Regions from separate parts of the Mus musculus genome. Here all the other regions are linked to region 3. The links are chromatin contacts, called in public ChIA-PET maps. All regions are on one chromosome and are shown on one strand. The core of a region is the stretch at or near the end of the contact, and the rest is flanking DNA. Distances in the headings are between cores, read along the strand shown. Region 1 has its middle 24 kb from the start of Syndig1l. Region 2 has its middle 6.8 kb from the start of Gm38543. Region 3 overlaps Dlst (dihydrolipoamide S-succinyltransferase (E2 component of 2-oxo-glutarate complex)).

Region 1 (4,137 bases), core at 1,026-3,525, 450 kb before region 3:
TGCGACTTGAACGGAGGACTTTGTCTTCAGGAAGCTGTGATCCTCAGGCTGCCATTATTCTGTGTCCCTGTCCACCTCTGAGTAGAAGTATTTAGGTACAGGACTGGGAGAAGTGTCTAGAAAGTGGCTTCATGGGGGTTGGAGAGATGGCTCAGTGGTTAAGAGCACTGCTCTTCTGAAGGTCCTGAGTTCAAATCCCAGCAACCACATGATGGCTCACAACCATCCATAATGAGATCTGACACCCTCTTCTGGTGTGTTTGAAGATAGCTACAGTGTACTTAGATATAATAATAAATAAATAAATATTTTTTAAAAAAAGAAAGTGGCTTCATATGGGACGGATGTAACCTGTGGGTGGCAGCAGTCATATGCTCCCGGGGCCTGTGTGTCCATTTCCTATGATACAGGCTTCTGTAGCCTCAGTCTCCCTGTCTGTAAGATGGGAACAGGAAAAGCCCTCTCTGTGGTAGTTTGTTTTTTAAAGGCCCTTTGTGTACTTGAGATGCCATGTCAATCTATGTGTCTGCCCCCACTTCACTGTGATGCGAATGTACCCATGTCACCTTATCTTCTGGGATGCTTCTGAGGAGACCTGCTCTCTGGGAGTTTCTGCCATTTCCTTGCAGAGCTGGAACTGGCTCTGAAGCCAGCTATGCCTTTCAGAGCATGCAGGGTTAGTTCCAGGGACAGAGGCTGGAATGTTGGAAATTCAAATGAGTTGCATGAACACCTTTTATTTTTGTTCCGAACATCCGAGTCTCCCTGTGGGGACTCCTCTGCCCAGAGTGGTTCCTCCCCTTGTGCAGGAGAAGATGTGAGAGCCCCTGGGGACAGGATGAAGCAAGGTTATCACCCTTTCACCCACCAAAAATAGCAAGGACCAGGGTGTCAGCCCTACAGAGGGGATGTGGGGGGGAGCCTTTGAACCAGGAGATACATAGGAGCTAAGGCTGAGTCTGTTAATGTTCAGGAGGGTGGCAGCAGGTGGTCCTGGGTTTTCTTTGCCTCCAGAAAGGCTGATTCCACCAGCCCAGATCAGCAGTGCCAGGGCCTGGGTAGCGAGGCCAGAGGTTAGCTCATAACCTGCTGTGTGACACTGGGTAACCCATCCTTTCAGGGTTTCCATCGTTCCTTCCGCAGCCCGGTCATCTGTGGCATGATCACTTACAGTTCCTTCCTTCGCAGCGTCCCAGGGATTCATGCCCTGAAAGACTTGAATACTGTCTTGTTGCAGTTCTTCTTTAGAGTGGGGTTCGGGCCTGGTCAGTTTGTGACCTGGGCTGAGATCATTAAAAAGCAGCAAGAATATTTGGTTGTGAAGATGGTGGGTTTCCTACAGCTCCGTCCTGGGGGAGCTGCTTTAGGGAGGGAGAGGCTGTGAGCACAGATACAGCCATGAAGCCTTCATGGCCAGGGACAGATGGATATTTAGCCATCAGGGCAGTCCAGGCACAGACCTATGTAAGCATTTGGATATGGGAGCTAGTGGCTATCTGCTAACTCTGTTTTTGTTTGTTTGTCCAGTTGTTTTGCCCCACTCCATCCCAGCCACACCTCCCACAATCCTTCTTCCCCATCCCCCTCTCCTCATAACTGCTAACTTTTTTTTTTTTTTCGAAAATGGCTAACTTTTATGTTCTAGGGTAAGAAGAGATTTGGGGTCCTGGGCCCATGGCCAGGGCAACAGAAAGTGAAGTATTTGAAAGGACAGAGCCTCCTTATTCACTGGTATGAAATCATGTCACCATTTTGACAATCTGTGTGACTATATGAAGACTCGGTGTCCCATCGGCCTGCTTATGGGGAGGGCAGGTCAGAACGGCTGCTGAGCCTTGGAACTGGTTCCTAGTCGTCAGAAAAAGGCCTTTTCTTAGAATGGAGACAGGCTGTTGTCCTTACTTGGCCAGTCTCCCACCCTCTTGCCTGCCCTGGGGCGGTAGGAAAATGGCTTTCTCACCAGGGCACTCCTCGTGCCTTTCCTCACAGGACCCCTTGGCTTTACTAAGAAAGGAGCTTACTTACCAGCTGCCAAACCCCAGGCCAGGTGGCCTCAGCTCCACTTCCCCTCCCAGCACGACTGTCCCCCTCTGCCACATACCTCATACACTAAGCAAGGATGTTTCTGTTTCTTATCTTCATCTCAGAAAGCAAACCTTGTCATGGAGTTAGAAGGTCGAGGGGCAGTGGGGGCAGTGAGGGGGACCCTGAACTCTTGGTGTGTGTGATGGTGGTGGTGGTGGTGCTAGCCGCCAGACTTCCCTGTGCAGCAATTTCGGTTTCTATTTTAAACAGTTTGGGTTGGTTGCTTCCCTGCCTTCCTGCTGGGTGTTTATAGTGAGGAAAATAATTGGTAATATTTGCACAGATGTGCCGGCACTGCAGCTCATCACAGGCACCTTTACCCAGGGGACTGCCCCAGCCCCAGCCCCCCAGTCTCTCTGCCAGTCAGAGGAACCAGCCGACAGCCCTGGGCCTCGGGCAGGAGGCGCAAGCAGGGCTGAGAAGCAGGAGGACTGAAGTGCCCCAGGCATGCCAGAGGCAGGACTCATCCAGAGTGGGGGAGAGTGGTTGCCTGTGCTCCAAGGACTCTAGGACAAGCCCAGGCTCCACACAACAGGCCCTTCCCAGGAGGAGGAAGCCCCCAGAGCCATTTCTCACCCCATCATCTTTGGTAGACCCTGAATTTGTATCTGAGGGTAGGGATGGAAGGGAGAAGGCTGTGTGGAGGATGGGGTGGGGGTGGGGCGGGGAAGACTAGAGTTAGAAGCAGCAAATCAAACTAGTAAGAGTGGTGTATGTCTATATGAGGCAGCCTGAGAGACAGACTGAGACTCCATCTTAAGAAAGAAGGGAAGAGAGCTTGGTAGTGTTTGCCTTTAAGCCTTTAATCCCAGTACCGGGAGGCAGAGGCCAGCCTGGTCTGCAGAGTTGAGTTCTAGAATAGCCAGGGTCTTGAAACCCCTCAAAAAGGGCAGGGGTTGGAGAAAAAGAAAAAAGAGAAAGAAGGGAAGAGAGAAAGGAAAGGAGGAAACAAGGGATGGAGGATACTGGAAGCCATTTGTCTCTATTTCCTTCTTCTCAAGGCCCACAAGCATACTGAAAGACAGGGAAGGGAGTAGATGTTGTCTGGGCTGTGAGGCAGCCTGCCTAGTTAGGCCTGGGGTCTTGAGCCAGCCTAGAGAAGGAATGGGGGGGGGGCGTGGAGCTGGGTGAGAGTCCTCAGCATCCTTCTTGGTCTCTTGAGTATTCACGTGCTGCATGCAGTCTGCATGGTGCACAGCTGGGCCTGTTTGTAGGAGTGTATATATGCAAATATGTGCACACATGGATATGAATGTGCATGTGTGTGTGAGGGTTTGGGTTTCTTCGAAGCTAACCCTGAGAAACATCCAATGGGGAGCCATTTCAGCCAGTGCAGAAGGGCAATGGGAAAGAGGGAAGCAGCTAGTGAGGGCCACTGGTTACCAATGAACTGCTTCAGTGAAAGGTAGAAAGAGGTCCTACTGGGGACCCCAGGAACTAGGGGCAATACACCTAGTCTCCAACCCAAGGGGCAAGACATCAAAGCTATTCACCCACCCTGGCTCAGTGCCCTATCTTGTGTCAACCCTGAAGAGCACTCTGGTTCTACCCTGGATTGGTCAGACTGTTTATCTGGACTGCCTGGCAGCCTGGCCTCTCCCTATTCCCAGACCGGCCAACTCCCTTCCACAAATAATCCCCACATGCTAATTTCTCATCTAAGGTTGTGCCCAGAGCCCTGTCATATATATGGATGCCCATAGCGGGTAGGATATGTGTGGCATACTTCCCCAGTACCTTCTAGACACAGTGACTTTGAGGCCAGGCCAGTTCCTCTGCTAAAGGCCGAGGACAGAGAGGATATCAGGAATTTAGCACTGAGGCTGGAACCTGAGGCATGGGTGACTTCCTCTCCACACTTCCCCGAAACAGCTCTGGGAACAGAAGATGTGGGGGATCCCAAAATGGACAGCTGAGCAATGGGACCACTGGCACGCCTTACCCTGCCTATGTCTATCTCCTGGGAGCTCCAGGCAGCCGTGTAGAGTGCACACTGTTCCCCCTCTCTCCCTGACGGCCAAGGCTCTTATACCCGGGAGAGCTTTTTCTGCA
Region 2 (4,095 bases), core at 398-2,897, 320 kb after region 3:
TCCTTCTCTCTCAGCAAATCTCCTTGGCAAGCTGGAGTAACTCTCAGCCTCCTCCTGTTAGGTGACCCATGGCAACTCTAAGGCTCCATGCTCCAGGTTCTAGGCTAGTGTAAGAACATCACTGCCTCCTCTATTCTAGGCTAGGGTAAGAACCTCTTCTCTCCACGCAAGGTATCAGTAGGACTCACCACGGTCATGTGCCCATATCTGAACCAATCACTATGGTTGGAAAATTGAGCAAGGATCTGATTGGTCATACCTTTGTTGTATATCTACTGGGGAGGCAGGCCATATAGTCACCTTGATGTACTGCAGAGACTAAGACAAAAGTGGGTGATTGCCTGAAAGATAACTGGAGTCCAGTTGCAGAAGAAGCAGGAATGAGTGTTAGATGACAAAGCAAGAGGTCTAATACAGCCAAACATGGTGACAAATACCCATAATCCCAGCACCCAAGAGGGTGAAGAATTCAAGGTCAACCTGGGCTACATAGCATGACTGTTATATCAACATAACCAAATGAGTCCCTGGAGAGATGGCTTGGTGGTTAAGAGCGTTTGTCCTTCTTGCAGAAGACCCAGTTTCAATATCCATCACCCACATCACATGGAGATTCACACTGATCTGTAGCTCTACCTCCAGGAGATTCAAAGTCTTTTTCTGACAACTGTAGGCATGAAGCACACATGTGGGGTGTATGTGTGTACATGTGTGTGGGTGTGTATGTACATGCAGGCTAAACGCTCATACACATAAAATAAAAGAATCTAGAAAAATGTAAGGAACCGAACAAGGGCCAGCAACATGGCTCACTGTCACCAAGCCTGACATCCAGAGTTTATTCCTAGGACTTACATAGTGTAAGGAAAGAACCAATTATTGTTGTCCTCTGACCTTCACATGCATACACACACATACACACACACAATAGATAGATAGATAGATAGATAGATAGATAGATAGATAGATAGATCAAATTTAAACAACAACAACAAAGAAAATGCCATAGTTTTCATTATGCTCAGGCTAGGAAAATACATAGTTGTCTTTAGGGTAGCAGACCAATCACTTAGAATCAGAGGAACCACATTGGATAAGCCAAAACCAAGGATGGAGTATACAGACTTGGGGTGTCAAAGGCTTCCATCTCTGTCCTGGGGAATAGCAGCTTTGTGTCTGCCTTTCCCTCACACGTGATAAAAGCCTGAAATTGCAAACACCCCTTGACTTCAGGCAGATAGCACAAAGGAATAGATCCCTGCATTAGCCCCGCCCCGCCCCCACATCGCTGCTGGGCAGCTGCTTTTCCCCCCACAAGGCCCATGCGTGAATCCGGACTCCAAGTCTTTGCATGAACGTGCTTACAGCCTCTGTTTTTAAACGCCGAGGGATTTAAAAACATGCTACATGGGCCAAAACAAACACACATATTAACAGGTCAGAATCTGCCATGTCCCCTCTTCCCTCCAGTAGGTGACATCTGAAAGAACTGTGTTGATACTTCTCTTTTTATAGCATATCAAATCAGTGCTCCAGTCCGCAATGGCCCAGTGATAGCCCTCCTGCCCAAAGTTCAGCCCTTTCATCTCCACTATCTAACTCAAATCTGAAAAACACCAAGTGGGCGACGAAAGGCAAGGAACATCACGGTGACAACTGTACTTTCATTTCCTGGCGGGGGTGTGGTTACATTCACAACTTCTGTGTGACTCTAACAGTTGGAGGGTTTTTACATTCAATTTCCTGTTTCCTTTTCTTAATAAAGAAAGGAAAAGCGGGGCCCCTGCAGCAACTGTTCTTAGGGTTCCAAAGGGAGACACCATGGGGGTTCCAAGTTGGCCACAAGCAAGTACAAAACAAAACCTAAACCCCAGCAAATAGCAGTAGGAGGAAGGGTGGAGGCGGGGCGGGGGAGGGGGGCCGTCGATGTTTTCATCCGCTCAGGCAGCAATTTTCCACCTCACTACGCCCATCAGACTTGTGGCCATCTCCTCTCCGTTTCTGAGATGCTGGGATCATTTCCCACGAAGGTTTACAATGTACTGATGGGGACAGTGGTAGTTGCGGTACCTATCCCATTTCAGGGACTGTTGTGAGTTCTAGCACAACCTCTCTAAGAAGCACTTCTGCTGTATGCATGAGGGAACAGAGGCATCTTGGAGGTGCTGTTATAATTTGCCCAACTGTCCTACTTAGCTTTAACTGTCAGCTTGACCCAGCTAGAGTCATCAGACAGGAGAACCTCAATCATCGAAGAATTGGCTAAATCAGATTGGCTAAATCTGGGGCTGTCTGGGCGGTGGAGGGGGGGGGGGGGGAAAGGAGACCTCTCTTGATTGTTGATTGATTTCCAGAGGATCCAGCTCACTGTGAACAATGCCACTTCCTGTCCATGTATGTGTTCCTGGGCTGTAAAATGAAGCTGTCAGGTATGATTCAACAGGCAAGCCACATTTCTCTTTGGATCTTGCCTCCAGGTTCCCGACTGGAGTTGCCTCAGTGATGGCCTGGAAGTGTTCAATGAAAGAAACCTTTTCTTCAACAAGATGCTTGCTGTCAGAGTGCGCTGTCACAGCAATGAAAGAGACTAGAGCACCAAACTCTCAAATGACCGAGGTGGTGGCTCATTCTTCCATTCATTAAATTCTCATGGATCACCTATTTATCGAGAAGGCATTTCCAAAAGGGTTCCAAGACAGGGTACCTGGGCTAAGAATGAGTCCTGCTTGCCGAAAACAGCCTGTGTAGAGTACATGTTTGGCATATATCTCTTGAAGTTGTTTATATAAATTCTTATGTGCATCTGTCATGTGCATGTATATGCATCTGACTATTCATATATGCATATATATTCATATATGCGTATGAGCACTACAATCATGGAGTGATCTTAGAGGCTGAAGGAGGGCATAAGATCCACTGGAGCTGGAATTACAGCAAGGTGTGAGCTGCTCTATATAAGTTCTGGGAATTGAACTTGAGTCCTCCGCAAGAACAGCAAACCCTAACCCTGACTTTAACTCTAACCCTAACCTTACACCTATGCCTAACCCTTACCCTAATCCTAACCCTAACTCTTGCCCTAATCCTAGCCCTAACCCTAAAGCAAGTGCTCTTGACTGCTGAGCCTTCTCTCCTGCCCTAATCAGACTTTTAATTAGCACCTACTGTGTGCCTGATTCTAGGCTGAGGCTAGAGGGACACAAAGAGGAATGCAGAGTAGCCTTGACTCCTAAGGCTTGTTGCTTAGTTAGAAGGCAGTCTATACAGTCAGTAAAGCCCACAGTACAAGATGCTGACCAATAAGAACCAAGGTCAGTGGTCCAGACAAAATCCAGAGTGGTTTTTCCAGACATAGTGCCACAAGACTTTAGTTCCAGAACTTAGGAGGTGGAGCAAGAGAGTCAGGAATTCAAGGACACTGTTAGCTACTTGGTAAGTTTGAGATCAGCCTGGGGGCACTTGAGACCATGCTTCAAAAAAATAATCTCTTTTTTCATAAGGATGTTGGACTGACTATTCTAGATTGGAGCACCAAAACAGTGAAATTGTGTGTGTGTGTGTGTGTGTGTGTGTGTGTGTGTGTGTGTATTGTCATGCCCATACCCACATGTGTGCAACAGATGGGAAGAGCACAAATAATATCGGAGGTAGGGATGTAGCAGGAAGGGGGCAAATCAGAGCTCAAAGAGGGTGTAGAAAGAAGAAAGTGTGTGGTATATATGGTACTGCATAATTTGGCAAAGGAGCCCCTGTTGTAGCAGTCACATGAGAAGCCAGGCTCTGCACCTTCCTACCCATGTGACCCTAATTCATATATTTTACTTGTAGTAAGCCTTGGTTTCTCAACCCATGAGGTGGGCAGAATCAACAAAATGACATAGAGTTGTGCCCATCCTCCTTGGTCTGTCTGTGGGGGTATCCCTGCAGCTCACTGTTCCACTAGAACAGCGGAGAGATGTGTGTGACCACAGCGAAACCAGAAACCATAACGTAAGAGCCCAGAGGATTGGAAACTGTAGCCATGAACTAAAAGCAACATGTGTCAACCCCAGAATCGGATAGCACAAGCAAACCACAAATACACTGCTTAGG
Region 3 (3,776 bases), core at 661-3,160:
ATCCTCTTTAGTAGCTGTGGTTAATTGCCTTCCATGGAGTGGTGCCAATGGCATTCTCTCTCTCTCTCTCTCTCTCTCTCTCTCTGTGCAGCTGCTCCTGCTAAGGCCAAACCAGCTGAAACTCCTGCTCCAGCCCACAAAGCAGAGCCCGCAGCACCGGCGGCCCCTCCTCCCCCCGCAGCACCTGTGCTCACTCAGATGCCACCAGTGCCCTCACCCTCACAGCCTCCTTCTAGCAAACCAGGTAAGACCCTGTAACAGAATACTTCACGGAGAGCTACTTAGATTTATTTTAGCTTGTTTTGAGGATGAAGAGTCCTTTATGTCAGGGAAGGTGTGGTTTCAGTGCACGGCAGATGGTCACGTGGCCATTGCAGCCAAGAAAGTTTGTCTGCTGCTCCATTCACTTTGTTAGCTAAACGCTACTCACTTCCAGACCCCAGCCCACATTACAGTGCTGCCTGTATTCACAGTAAGTCTCTCCACTCTGAGAGCAAGAATTCAGTTTCTCTGGAAAAACTGTTATAGACATGGCCAGGCTTTTATCTTCCCAGTGGTTCTAAGTCCTGTCAAATTGACAGTCAAGATTAATCCTTACAGTCTCTGACTCCCAGGGAGAAGGGACTTCGTGTCCCTCACAGTTACAGTCTGATGCCATGGCTCTGAATACACCAAGTTTGCTGAAGAACTGGGTTTGCAAACCAGCCTTCTATTTATTTGCTAACCATATGACACTAGTTTAATTACTTCTATGACTAGATTGTTCATCTGCGAGTTTGGAATGATGCTGATAAACTTTAGTATCTTGAGGGTAAAGGGTTAATACGGTGCAGAAAGTATTGCTGTCCGTGTCCGATGTAGCTGTGCACTCTCTTCATTTTCAGTGTCTGCAATAAAACCCACTGCTGCCCCTCCACTGGCTGAGGCAGGAGCTGCTAAAGGTCTGCGTTCAGAACATCGGGTAAGCCTCCGACAACTTCCAGGGAAGTGGCAGAGAGTCGCTGTGGAGAGTAATGGAGTGTGGTCACCGTTAGAAAGGGCTGGCACCTCTTTGCCTTGGCCTTGAGAAGGGGGAGAAAGTTACTTGTTCATGGTCTCGTGACTGTCAGAGGGAATAACTAGAACTCAGTGTCTCCCGAATGTTGGGGTTTCTACTGTATTGTGCTGTTGGTGAAATGCTTCCACTGAGTAAAATGTCTGCAGAGAATAGACGCACAGCCCCTCTCCCCACAGTGACACGCATGTCACAGCGGTAGTCACAGCAGTAGTCTGCTGAGCGCTCTCTCTCTCTATACTTCCGGGATATTTCGCCGCAGCTGGGGAGCCAGTGGGGCCAGATTGTTGCACTGTAGCAGTACTCTGTCAGAGGAGACAGAACCCTCAAGGAAGTATGGTCAAGAGTGTGGGTTCTTTGCCTGAGAATGCTTCCTAAAAATACCATAGCTTCAAAAGCTTGCTTTAGAGTTTCCGTTCCCCAAGTAGTTATTCTCACGCCAGTCTTTATCAAGAGAAGTCGCCCTTTCTGAAATGACTCTTAAGCTGGCTGGATCTACACCACAGTCTTCCTTTTGTAAATTGGTTTTGGTTTTTAAATCACACTATTTCCTGAGCTTCTGTTCTTGGTCAAATTTCAGGTATAGCTGAGTGAAAACCTTGGTCTCTGAGTCTGTGTTTTTGCTGGGGCTACTCCAGAAAGGGAAAGCCTCTAGCTTTAACTGTAGTGATTGAGCCCAGCACTGTGGCACATGCCATGAATCCCAGTACTTTAGGAGGTAGAGGCGGGAGGGTCTCTGGTGCTTGTCATCCATCGCTGACAGGCTGAGTCCTCTCACTGACTAGGGATGGTCTCATGGTCAACTCGTTCCACTTCCCTTTCAGGAGAAAATGAACAGGATGCGGCAGCGCATCGCCCAGCGTCTGAAGGAAGCCCAGAACACGTGTGCAATGCTGACGACTTTCAATGAGGTTGACATGAGGTGGGATCTCTAGTCCCTCTAGTCCCCACATCTGTGTTTCTAGAAGTAGAACGCGGGAACTTGCTGTAGCCCTTATCAGTGCTGCTTCCAAAACTAGCTTGACCTGGGAGAGGTATTTATTTCTCTGCTTAGCTCCTTGCTGACTTATACAGCATGACCCACTGGCTTAATTTGCTAGTTTACTTCTCTAATACTATGGAATGAATTAGAAAGCGTGTAAGAAAATAGTGAGCTTTACTGCAATGTAAAAAGCTTAGTTTTTTGGACTTTCATGCCTGAACTATTATGGTCTCTGATAAATTATCCTAGGGTAATCATTTTTGTTTAGGCTTTTATATTTACTTTTACTTATGTATATGTGTGAATTTGGAGCAGGGGTGCCAACAGAGGGCAGAAGAGGGATCCCTTAGAACTGGAGTTACAGGTCTTGGGGGCTCACTGACATGAGTACAAGCCCACATTTGGGTTCTCATAACTGCTCCAGTCCCTGTTTGGTTTTTGAGACAGGGTCTCAAATATATAGTCCTAGCTGGCCTAGAACTCACTATGTAGACCAGACTGGCCTTGAACTCACAGAGATTTGCCTGCTTGTGCCTCCCAAGTACTAGGGTTAAAAGTGTGTGCCATTATGCCCAAGCTGGTTGGTTGGTTGGTGGGTGGGTTTTGAGACAGTGTCTCATGTTGCCTGAGCTGGGCTTGAACTCTCTGTAGCTGAGGATGATGGTGATGGTGCTGCCATGTCCTGCTGCTAGTAATGGCCCACTTCTTGCTACCCCTTGGAATGGGAACCCTTCACAATGTGCCTAAAAGGACACCACACTCTCCTTCTTTCTGACAGTGATTGTTTCTTGTATAGTTCCCAAGCAACTCAGAATCTAGCAGGCAAAAGGACAGAAACCTGCCACCTCTTACTCTACCCTGTTTGGATTATGGAATTGGAACTAAATTAAGTTCCTCTGTGTGTGTGTGTGTGTGTCTGTCTGTGTCTGTGCAAGCAAGCACATACATATGTACGTGTGGGAGTGTGTAGGTGTGCATACATGCATATAAAAGCCAAAGATCAATTTCAGTTGTTGTTCCTGGGAGTCATCCACCTTGTTTATTAAGGCAGGTTTCTACTGGCCTCGAGTTTGTTAATAGGCCAAGCTGACTAGCCAGTGAGCCCCAGGGATCTGCGCGTCTCCTACGTCTATAACTCTGAGATTTCATGTGTGCCACCAAACCCAGGATGGTTTGTTTGCTTGGTTGGTTTTATATGGATTTTGGAGTTCAAACTCAGGTCTTCATGCTTACCTGGGAACGAGGATGTCTTCCCTAGCCCTAACAGTTAAACTCTAAAATGTAAAAACCCCCAGTTCACTATACCCATTCCTGTAATGGCCTAATGGTTGATTTCCTTGTTTTTTTCAAGATTTTGATATATCTAAGTATCAGCATTTTGGGAAAGAGAAAATAGTTTTATTTAACAAGTATTTTAAGTGTTTATCATATGCAGATTACTAAAGTGAAATTTAAGGAGTTATGGAGATGAGTGTAAAAGCTCTTTGGATCTTGCCGGGCGTGGTGGCGCATGCCTTTAATCCCAGCACTCGGGAGGCAGAGGCAGGCGGATTTCTGAGTTTGAGGCCAGCCTGGTCTACAAAGTGAGTTCCAGGACAGCCAGGGCTACACAGAGAAACCCTGTCTCGAAAAAAACAAACAAGCAAAAAAGCTCTTTGGATCTTGCTATCTCATTTTGGTGAACACTAAATAAAATCTAGAAGAAAAAAAAGCATCAAAAAGATAAAAATGAGTATGAAG

What was found. ChIA-PET counts read pairs in DNA pulled down with a chosen protein or histone mark.
Region 1: an RNA polymerase II ChIA-PET map of memory CD8 T cells shows a contact between it and region 3, with 8 read pairs. The contact joins two enhancer-like sites. A contact is called at or near these places in 1 of 39 promoter capture datasets (pre-B cells), 1 of 484 Hi-C or Micro-C datasets (embryonic stem cells) and 1 of 115 datasets of contacts at active chromatin or transcription factors (memory CD8 T cells).
Region 2: a contact with region 3 is called in an RNA polymerase II ChIA-PET map of memory CD8 T cells, with 14 read pairs. The contact joins two enhancer-like sites. A contact is called at or near these places in 2 of 115 datasets of contacts at active chromatin or transcription factors (memory CD8 T cells and microglia) and 2 of 9 other capture datasets (embryonic tail and pancreatic islet).

What each region holds. Positions count from the first base shown.
Region 1 is chr12:84,672,931-84,677,067 of GRCm38.p6, forward strand. No RefSeq gene overlaps it. Among named protein-coding and RNA genes, the nearest start is that of Syndig1l, 24 kb to the right of the region's middle. Within about 2 kb of position 2,276, at least 80 of the 459 cell types and tissues checked have an H3K27ac peak or open chromatin away from gene starts, as enhancers often do. A contact at or near this core is called in memory CD8 T cells, where this site is marked.
Region 2 is chr12:85,443,159-85,447,253 of GRCm38.p6, forward strand. No RefSeq gene overlaps it. Among named protein-coding and RNA genes, the nearest start is that of Gm38543, 6.8 kb to the right of the region's middle. Within about 2 kb of position 1,648, at least 75 of the 459 cell types and tissues checked have an H3K27ac peak or open chromatin away from gene starts, as enhancers often do. A contact at or near this core is called in memory CD8 T cells and microglia, where this site is marked.
Region 3 is chr12:85,121,896-85,125,671 of GRCm38.p6, forward strand. Dlst (dihydrolipoamide S-succinyltransferase (E2 component of 2-oxo-glutarate complex)) reads left to right here. Exons shown (of 15, transcript NM_030225.4): 8 at 92-244; 9 at 885-961; 10 at 1,879-1,976. Among named protein-coding and RNA genes, the nearest start is that of Dlst, 13 kb to the left of the region's middle. Within about 2 kb of position 1,911, at least 91 of the 459 cell types and tissues checked have an H3K27ac peak or open chromatin away from gene starts, as enhancers often do. A contact at or near this core is called in memory CD8 T cells and microglia, where this site is marked.